Regions from separate parts of the Mus musculus genome. Here all the other regions are linked to region 2. A link is a contact called in public HiChIP or PLAC-seq data. All regions are on one chromosome and are shown on one strand. The core of a region is the stretch at or near the end of the contact, and the rest is flanking DNA. Distances in the headings are between cores, read along the strand shown.

Region 1 (2,700 bases), core at 47-2,546, 70 kb after region 2:
ATTTACATACACACATATGTTTACACACACAGATACACTGATACACATACACACACACTGACTGGAAAGCACTGGGCAGGTAGCAGTGCAAACATCAATACAATGAAAGGAATACAGAAGGGCAACATGCGCCTTGTATAAAAGATTTAAAAGAGCTGTGCTAGAATAAACAGATGTTGAGATGCATGTTACATTCTTATTGATGTGCAGTATTCAAAGACCAGAAGTCACAAGACGATTTAGGATTAAGAGTGGATTACCACATAGGGGCTGGCTCAAAGGTTAAGCTCTTGTCACGCACACAAGAGACCCTGAGGTCAGTTCAGAGCGAGATCGTAGAGAGAACAGAATGCGCTCTGGGTCTGCCTGAGAGACTCAAAGAGTAAGGTGGAGAATGGTGGAGGAAGGGACCCGGGACTACACATGTGCCTGCACACACATGTGTGCTGAGCACAGAACAACACACACACAGGAAAAGAAGCAAAAGAGAATGTATAGAACTCTGCACAGTCAATCTCATTATTCACAGATTTTGTTCATGAATTTGCCTAATTACTAAACTTTATAGCTCTAGAGTCAGTTGTGAAGGGCAAGAGACCAGCAGAGGACAAACCAGCCAACTCAGCACTCCCACAAGGGACATGACTCAGGTGCACAAGCCCATTGTATGTCCCTAAATGCAAGAACACAAGAGTGTCACAGCAGTGCGCCTGCCAGGCATGGTTAGGTAAGCTTACTCAGGCTTCAGGCATAGAGTCGCTGCCCAGAAGTGCAATGCCAACAAATCAACATACATAATACATACTGTACCAGAAACACCCACAAAACCACATCTTGTACGGATCCACTAATGAGACCAGAGACTCATGGGAACCCAGCCCTGCAGTTTTACTCAGAGCAACGGCTTGGGTATGATGACTCACTATTTTCGGAAATGTCACAGAACATAATTATCATTAATAATAATTATTGTTTGTTTTAATTAGAGGGAAGAAAGACAATCCCCCTTGGTGTCTGCCCCGGTTCTGAAGCAGCGAATGGGCAGAGCCTGCAATTCAGTGCCATCTCCTGTAATTAGGAAGCATACACGTAGTGGTCCAAACACTAACAGTGAGTAGAACCGCTGTGTGTTATTAACAAGATCTCTCCACTAGCTAGTACTCCTCTGAGTGTCTCTTCAAACCAGGACAGCTCTGAGGCAGCATGCCAAGGAAGACTGACAAGACAAAGACAGACAAGGATATAGTCTGCCTACCAGTGCCATCGCTAGAGAGCCAAGAAGGAAATGAACACCCAAACAGAAACTAACAGACTGTCTTAGTTAGGTTTCCATTGCTGTGAAGAGACACCATGATCAAGACAACTCTTATAAGGACAACATTTAACTGGGGCTGGCTTACAGGTTCAGAAGTTTAGTCTATTACTGTCATGGCAGGAAGCTGGCAGCATCCAGGCAGATAGAGTGCTAGAGCAGCTGAGAATTCTACATCTTGATCCAAAGGCAGCCAAGGAGGAGACTGTCTTTTGTAGGCACCTAGGAGGCTGATTGCACATAGGCTGGAGACTAAGTATAGGAGGCCTCAAAGCCCACCAGTGACACACTTCCTCCAACAAGGCCACATCTCCTCCAGTAAGGACACATCTCCTAATAGCACCACTCCCTAAGGCCAAGCACTCAAACACATGAGTCTATAGAGGCCATTCCTGGTCAAACCACCACACAGACCATTCATAGAGGTAAAGAAATGCGTTCAGGGGCTAGAGCAATGGCTCTAGCTGCTCTTGCAGTGGGACAATGTTTGATTCCCAGCATCCACCTGTTGGCACACAACCATTTGTAACTCCGCTTCCAGAGGCTCCAGGGCTCCACCATGGCTCCCACAAACTGTACTACGTGCTCAACATACACACATTGTGGAGCACAGTAAGAAAGGCACAGAACCCTATAGCCGGGACTTGATGCCAGCAAGCGTGGGGATGCATACGCATTCGCTGCTCTGCTGGTATATACCGCGGACTCTGCAAACTTTAAACTTTCCTGCCTGCAACTGGGGCTGGAGGGATGGTTCCTCATGAGGAGAACTTGCTGCTCTCTAAAATCTGGTTCCCAGAACCATGTCACATAGCTTACAACCTCCAGCTGCAGGGGACAGGGACAGGACAAACACATGTGCGCGTGCACACACACACACACAATTTTTAAAAACTAGATCTTTAAGCCACCCTGGATGTGATGACGTTCTGTCAGTCACACCCTCCCCTGTGAGTCACAAAACAACTGTTTCTAGTATATAAGAAGGGAGCCCAGAGGGGTTGAAGGCCATGGGCTGCCTCTACAGGACAGGTGTTCTCATGAGCAGCTCTGCTCCACGTGCACCCCTGATTTGGATGCGGGTTCTCCACCTTCTTCATTCTGTTTTCTTGGGGAGTTACGTCTGGGACTGTCCTAGCTAAGTGGACCAACCGAGGACAAACCTGCTTATAGAAGGTTTTACTGTAGCAGAGCAGATAACATCCCGCGGTCTCAGGAGCAGGACAAGTTAAAAGTCTCGTTCTAACCTAAAATGTCATATTTAATATTGAGAGATGATGCCAAACACCAAGCTTCGTGTCCCTGGACAATTTTGGCCATTTTTAAACAGCGTTACTGAGGTCAGTGCAGTTCAGTCTGCTGAGAATATGCTTCACGCTGTTGGTGGG
Region 2 (2,707 bases), core at 195-2,694:
TAGTCTTGATGGGGCCTGTGCCGTGCCTACAAGCAAAATAAGCTCAGCGGTAACATCATGTATTAAGAGAGAACACAGTTATCATTCAGACGCCCTTAGAGCGCTCTAAACAGAACGCAGAGAGGACGCCGGTGCAGGCTTCGTTTTCACAGTGTGCAAAGTTGTTCCTTGAAAACTGTGCTTGCATTCATAGGAGCTTCCCTTTAGGGCCTGGATAATGTTTAGAAACAAATTTTCATTGGAAGAGCCATAAAGCCGAGTAATTATGTTAACAGGTTCTGATGGGCTTAAAAAATCTTATAGCTGTCTATAATCTCAGGGTTCGGGAAGCAGAGGCAGAGGGATAAGGAGTCCAAGGTCATCCTTGGCCACATGGGCAGTGTGGAGTGCACAAAACAGAGAAACAAGCAAACAAACAAATCGACCCATACAACCAAAACCAAAACCAAAACCACACAGAGGACAGGAAAAAAAAAATCAGACTATATTTAACATAAAACCAGAACCAGTTCAAAGATGATATAGCTCTTATTAATAATTACATACCTATTCTTAGGTTTGGTGTGTGTAGGTGTGTGCAGATTCCCATGTGTATGGGTGGGTGCTTATGCCCCTCATGTGAATGTATATGGAGGTCACAAGACCATCTCAGCCATCAATCCCCAGGAGCCAGTGGCCTGGAACTCTCCAATTAGGCTAAGCAGGCTATCAGGAGCCTCAGATTCCCCCATTTCTATCACCCCACCACTGGGAATGTAAGTGCTGGCACAGTGCCTAGCTTTTAAAGAGACGTGTGTGTGTGTGTGTGTGTGTGTGTGTGTGTGTGTGTGTGAGTGCAGGTACCCACAGAGGTCAGAAAAGAGCATCAGATCCCAGAAAGCTGGAGTTACAGGTGGTTGTTGCCAGCTGCCTGAGATATGTGCTGGGAACTGAACTCAGGCCCTCTTAGCTAACTACTCTTTGCTACTGAGTCATTCCTCCAGTCCCAATCCTGGCTTTTGTATGTAGGTCCTGGGGATGGAACTTGGGTCCCAGCTTGTCAGAAGAGGCCACCAGATCCCCTATGATGAGGACTGAACTCTGGTCATCTGCAAGGGCAACTTGTACTCTTAAGCTCTGTCCAACGTCCCATACCTGGAAGATGGGTTTAAATTCATCTCTTCCATGAAGCTGGAAGTAAATACTGAATTCCGTTCCTAGTACAGTTTGCTAGCTTTAGTGGCAGGAAATCTTCATCTCCAAGGGCATACACTACGCCTTCCTTACACTACCTATACTCGCCTCTGCCAAATGAAAGACCGGGTGAGTTATAGAAGGCAGGTTCTCTAGTCACAGGTCTGAAATGGATTGTGACAGTCAGCAAGCGTGCTGGGGTGCTGTGCCCGGGAGGCCTTTGTAGGCTCCTGCAAGGCTCGTCATGTGACCTCCCATGGAATGCCTCACAGGGCTACTTGTTTCCTGTGTTTGTGCCCACGACGAGCACATGCAGCACTCGGAAATGACTGAGGTGCTTGGCACCTTCCACCCTAAGTTATCCGCCAAATCCCCTCGGCACTGAGACACAGAAACTCTCCCTACACTCAGAGAAGGAAAACAGGATCGGCAGAGCCCAACAACAGGCAAAACGGCAATCTGGTAATCGCTGCGGTTCAGTCTTCATTCCACTGACCTCAGAGCTCCTGCTTTTCTCACTGTGTTACTGGCCTCATGATAAAATGGCAAGAAGCAGAAAGACCAATTATCACAGATGAGAAAAATCAGACAGGATGGTGGGCTACACTGCGCCCGACTTCAGTGGAAATGCTTCTTTGAAAGGAAGCAGACTGCTCAGCCCAGTGCCTGGCCAGGAAGGAAATGACAGCCCTTGGATGCAACAGTGTGGTGTGGGAGGCGGTGGTCAACACCAGCAGCACTAGGCTGAGCATGAACACTTCCAGCTAAGCAGGATGCATAGAGAGCCAAGAGGCCAGCGCTCTTACAGCATGAAGAGTCGGGCCCCTGGGTATCTGCTAGGCTTCCAGGGTCAACATTCAGCAAGGGGTATCTCTGGTGACAGTTCCTGAAAGGGGACAGATGAGGCAGTCTATCTGTTGGCCAGCCCTCCTTGTGTGAGCTTTCTCAAAGCAAGGCAGTGTGGGACTCTGGCACCAGGATGCTGATGTAAGGCATCTGGGGCTGGCCTGAGGGGTTCTTCGGGGGGAGCTGTCCAGGAGCTCCTGCTCAGGTCAGGAGGCACCAAGGCTGGCTGCTCATTCCTGAGGCCCCAAGCTTGCAGGACAGCAGGACAGAGGGCAACAAAGTGCTGCCCTCAGGCCATACACATGGATGGAGGGTGGTGTGGTGAAAGCTTCCTGAGACTGTTCGAGGAGAAATGGAAAGGACTGGGTGATGAAGGCCTTATAAAACGAATGTTTTATCTGGACAAAGATGGGAGGGCGAGACCCTGTCAACAGAGGAAATGAACAGGTCGCAGAAGGACAACAACTCCATGTATGTAGGACGACAGAGGGGTTAGCCGTCTACAGGCATCAGCAATGGGTGAGGCACCCCCCACAATGGGTGTGTTACACTGCCACTTGTCACCTGAGAGCCTCAGCAGAGTAGACACACGCTCAGGTCTGCAGAGTCCTGCAGAAGTAACTAGTCAGTGGCTGCTTCACTGCAAATGAACTTGTGGATCGCTGGGAAACAGCAGCATCATCGTGTG
Region 3 (2,732 bases), core at 219-2,718, 110 kb after region 2:
CATTGCTATGCCCACTCTCACGGCCGCTGGGGCTGCTGCCCAGCCCCCAGAGCCAAGGGTCTCCTGCTTTGTTCTGTGGAAAGCTGTAGTGCGCAGAGCACACGGCATTCAACATCGCCTGGATTTCAGCACGTACAATACTATGCTGTCCTCACCTGCTCAATATTTTGTCTTCTCCTCAGAAAGTCAAAAGCCCACGCGAGCTGGAGCCCCACGTCCTACTTGAGCCTGAATGATCTTACTGTCGGCAAGATGAAGACTCAGCACACTGTTTTAGCTGGAAGCCTCCCCAGTTCACCCTGAGTTCAAGCCTCTAAGCAGGAGCCTGAGCTTCAGTTTAAAAACTTGGAGTGAGGATGCATTAAAGCTGTGTGTCCAGCCTGGCCCCGATCATTCATATTCACCCAGCAGTGTGCATGTGTCTGTGTATATATGCGTGAACTCAGTAAAGGATCTTCACTATTTTCTTTAAAGCCAATCCCTCAGTCAGCCTGCTTTCCTGTCTTTCCTTGCTGCCTCCTTTCCCTTTTCCAGAGAGCAGGTGCTGCACTAGAAAACACTTTTGCTTTCCAAACGGCTACCACCATACTACCCATTGCTGTGTGTTACATACGTGTACACACAGCCCCACGTGTCATGTCTGAGATACCATGCTCAGTCACCATGTTCTCTCCTTACAAAACACACTTGAATAAAAGCAATGACATTTAGAAACACACACAGAGTCAAGGCCTAGCTGCTGCACTGCTGTGATCTGTGGCTGATCAGTCTCCAGGTGAGCCAGGCCAGGAAAGGCATTGAGAGATGGCATCTAGAAACTACAAGAATCTGGGAATTATTTATAACTATGACCAGTACAGAGGGAGAGAGGGAGAGAGGGAGGGAGGGAGGGAGGGAGGGAGGGAGGGGGCTAAGGCCTCGGTCAAGGCTTCTCAGTCCTAATCCCAGAGTTATACAGGATCAACCAAAGGGGCACTTCGACGCTCAGGCCCGCCCAGTTACATCATTTGCAGAGCAGCAGCTATGTCATTTGCTCGCCCTGAAGGTAGTGGCTGAGCTAAGGTCACAGTAGTAACAGCAGGTTCACCAACTCCTGAGCCCCTTCACGTAGCTTAAAATATACATTCAAACAGAATTTGAAGTAAACTTAAGTATTATCGAAAGGTGCTTTTCCAGACTTCAGAAATCTGTGTGCTGACTTAGCAGCACACGCAGGAAGCTCTGATTTCTTCCTCTAGGTCCTTCCACATTTGTAAGTCTGAGAGGGCAACTGTCATCTTTCCAGAATGTTTAGGTAGCCTTTTCTATGTGTTGAAAAGTGCACAAGAACTATATGCCACATTAAATACTTTAGGAGACTCGGGAAGAAGGTGACTCCCTAAGAAAGCTGGATAACGGCAGTGCCCTCTGTCTGTTTGCTGGTGCTGTTTGAGCCCTCACTGCTTGTGAGGAAACCAACAAATAGAGGCTGGCCACACTGCAGCTCAACAGCTGCATCCCAGACACACTCCTCAGAGCGCCTGCTGTCCGCAGCTTCTGCACACGGCAGCTGTACACGTGAAAGGACATAGGGAGGTTTTGGGGGTGGGGGGTGGGTTTTATCTTTTTGTTCGTTTGTTTGGTTTGGTTTTGTGTAGCCAGATGTTAGAAGATTGATGGACTATATTTTATTTAGTGTAAAGCGAATTTTCAACCTCAGACTTCAGGTGTAACTCCCTAGTTCTTTATAAACACCTAGGAATTTTGATAAGGAGGTTGGGTGGTTTTTTTTCCAGGGTCACCTTCTGTTTGGTGGCAAAATCTATTTCTGGTCCAATATATTTTCCGTATCCCACAGTCACATTTCCCCCGCCCCTAGCTGCTAATAGATAGAAAAGATAATACAGTGTTTAAAGTAGCAATGTTAAGAATCAGATATATAGTCTGAAAGGCAATTCCAACTTGGGGAAAGTCTTTAGAAATGGAGACAGCATTCACTGTCAAATCCAGGCTGGTGTTCAACTCATGAGCCTCTTTCCTCCAATTTCTAAATAGTGACACATCAAAGTACAGTGAGTGTGTGTGTGTGTGTGTGTGTGTGTGCGCGCGCGCACGTATGCGAGCGCTCCTGTAGCTTTGTGATGCATGATCACAGACAGGCAGGAAAGATTAAACTAGCTTAAAGGAAGCCAAAGGTTCAAGCCTCTCCCAGGAAGCTGGAGCTTGTCCCCAGCACGCTGGCCTGCCGACACCTGGCAGGCGGCGGCTCAGGGGCCCTGCAGCTGCTCTTGTGGGGGCTTTATTCTGAGTTATCAGTTTCTGGATGCGAGTGTTAAACAAAGCCCACGGCAGCCCAGATCATTTCCTCCTCCCCTCCTTGTTTTAATGAAGCCACGAGTTCAGTGGAGTCTGGAGATTTAAATTCTAATCATTTTCCCTTTGCCCTTTAACACAGGTGCTCCCCAGGGAAACTTTACTTCCAAGCATTACCATTGCAGGCCCCTGAATCAATAACCCACCGCTCTAAAAGGCAAGAATGCCTAGTAAATGCTATTTTCTTCCTCCATCTCCATCCCAATTAAAGAAAATGAAATCTATACGGCAGTAGAGGAGCTTCCAACAGATTCGCCGAGATAATAAAAACCCTCAGATACCTCAAGCCAGACTGAACAAAATGCTGCGCTCCCCTCCCATGGGGCAGTGCTAGCCTAGGACAGCAGGAGATGAGGCCTGAGAGAGGACTCCTAACCCTG

Evidence for each region. HiChIP or PLAC-seq counts read pairs in DNA pulled down with a chosen protein or histone mark.
Region 1: an H3K27ac HiChIP or PLAC-seq map of microglia shows a contact between it and region 2, with 2.8 times the contacts expected there. The contact joins two enhancer-like sites. A contact is called at or near these places in 3 of 484 Hi-C or Micro-C datasets (CD4 T cells, brown adipocytes and nephron progenitors) and 2 of 115 datasets of contacts at active chromatin or transcription factors (embryonic stem cells and microglia).
Region 3: an H3K27ac HiChIP or PLAC-seq map of microglia shows a contact between it and region 2, with 4 times the contacts expected there. The contact joins two enhancer-like sites. A contact is called at or near these places in 2 of 484 Hi-C or Micro-C datasets (the N1E-115 cell line and nephron progenitors) and 5 of 115 datasets of contacts at active chromatin or transcription factors (the HPC-7 cell line, embryonic stem cells, heart atrium and 1 more).

Annotation. Positions count from the first base shown.
Region 1 is chr5:111,068,212-111,070,911 of GRCm38.p6, reverse strand. The region is part of intron 2 of Ttc28 (tetratricopeptide repeat domain 28); the gene reads right to left. Among named protein-coding and RNA genes, the nearest start is that of Mir701, 65 kb to the right of the region's middle. Within about 2 kb of position 1,296, at least 7 of the 459 cell types and tissues checked have an H3K27ac peak or open chromatin away from gene starts, as enhancers often do. A contact at or near this core is called in microglia, where this site is marked.
Region 2 is chr5:111,138,593-111,141,299 of GRCm38.p6, reverse strand. All of the region lies in intron 5 of Ttc28 (tetratricopeptide repeat domain 28), which reads right to left. Among named protein-coding and RNA genes, the nearest start is that of Gm35628, 95 kb to the left of the region's middle. Within about 2 kb of position 1,444, at least 72 of the 459 cell types and tissues checked have an H3K27ac peak or open chromatin away from gene starts, as enhancers often do. A contact at or near this core is called in microglia, where this site is marked.
Region 3 is chr5:111,025,182-111,027,913 of GRCm38.p6, reverse strand. The region is part of intron 2 of Ttc28 (tetratricopeptide repeat domain 28); the gene reads right to left. Among named protein-coding and RNA genes, the nearest start is that of Mir701, 22 kb to the right of the region's middle. Within about 2 kb of position 1,468, at least 23 of the 459 cell types and tissues checked have an H3K27ac peak or open chromatin away from gene starts, as enhancers often do. A contact at or near this core is called in microglia, where this site is marked.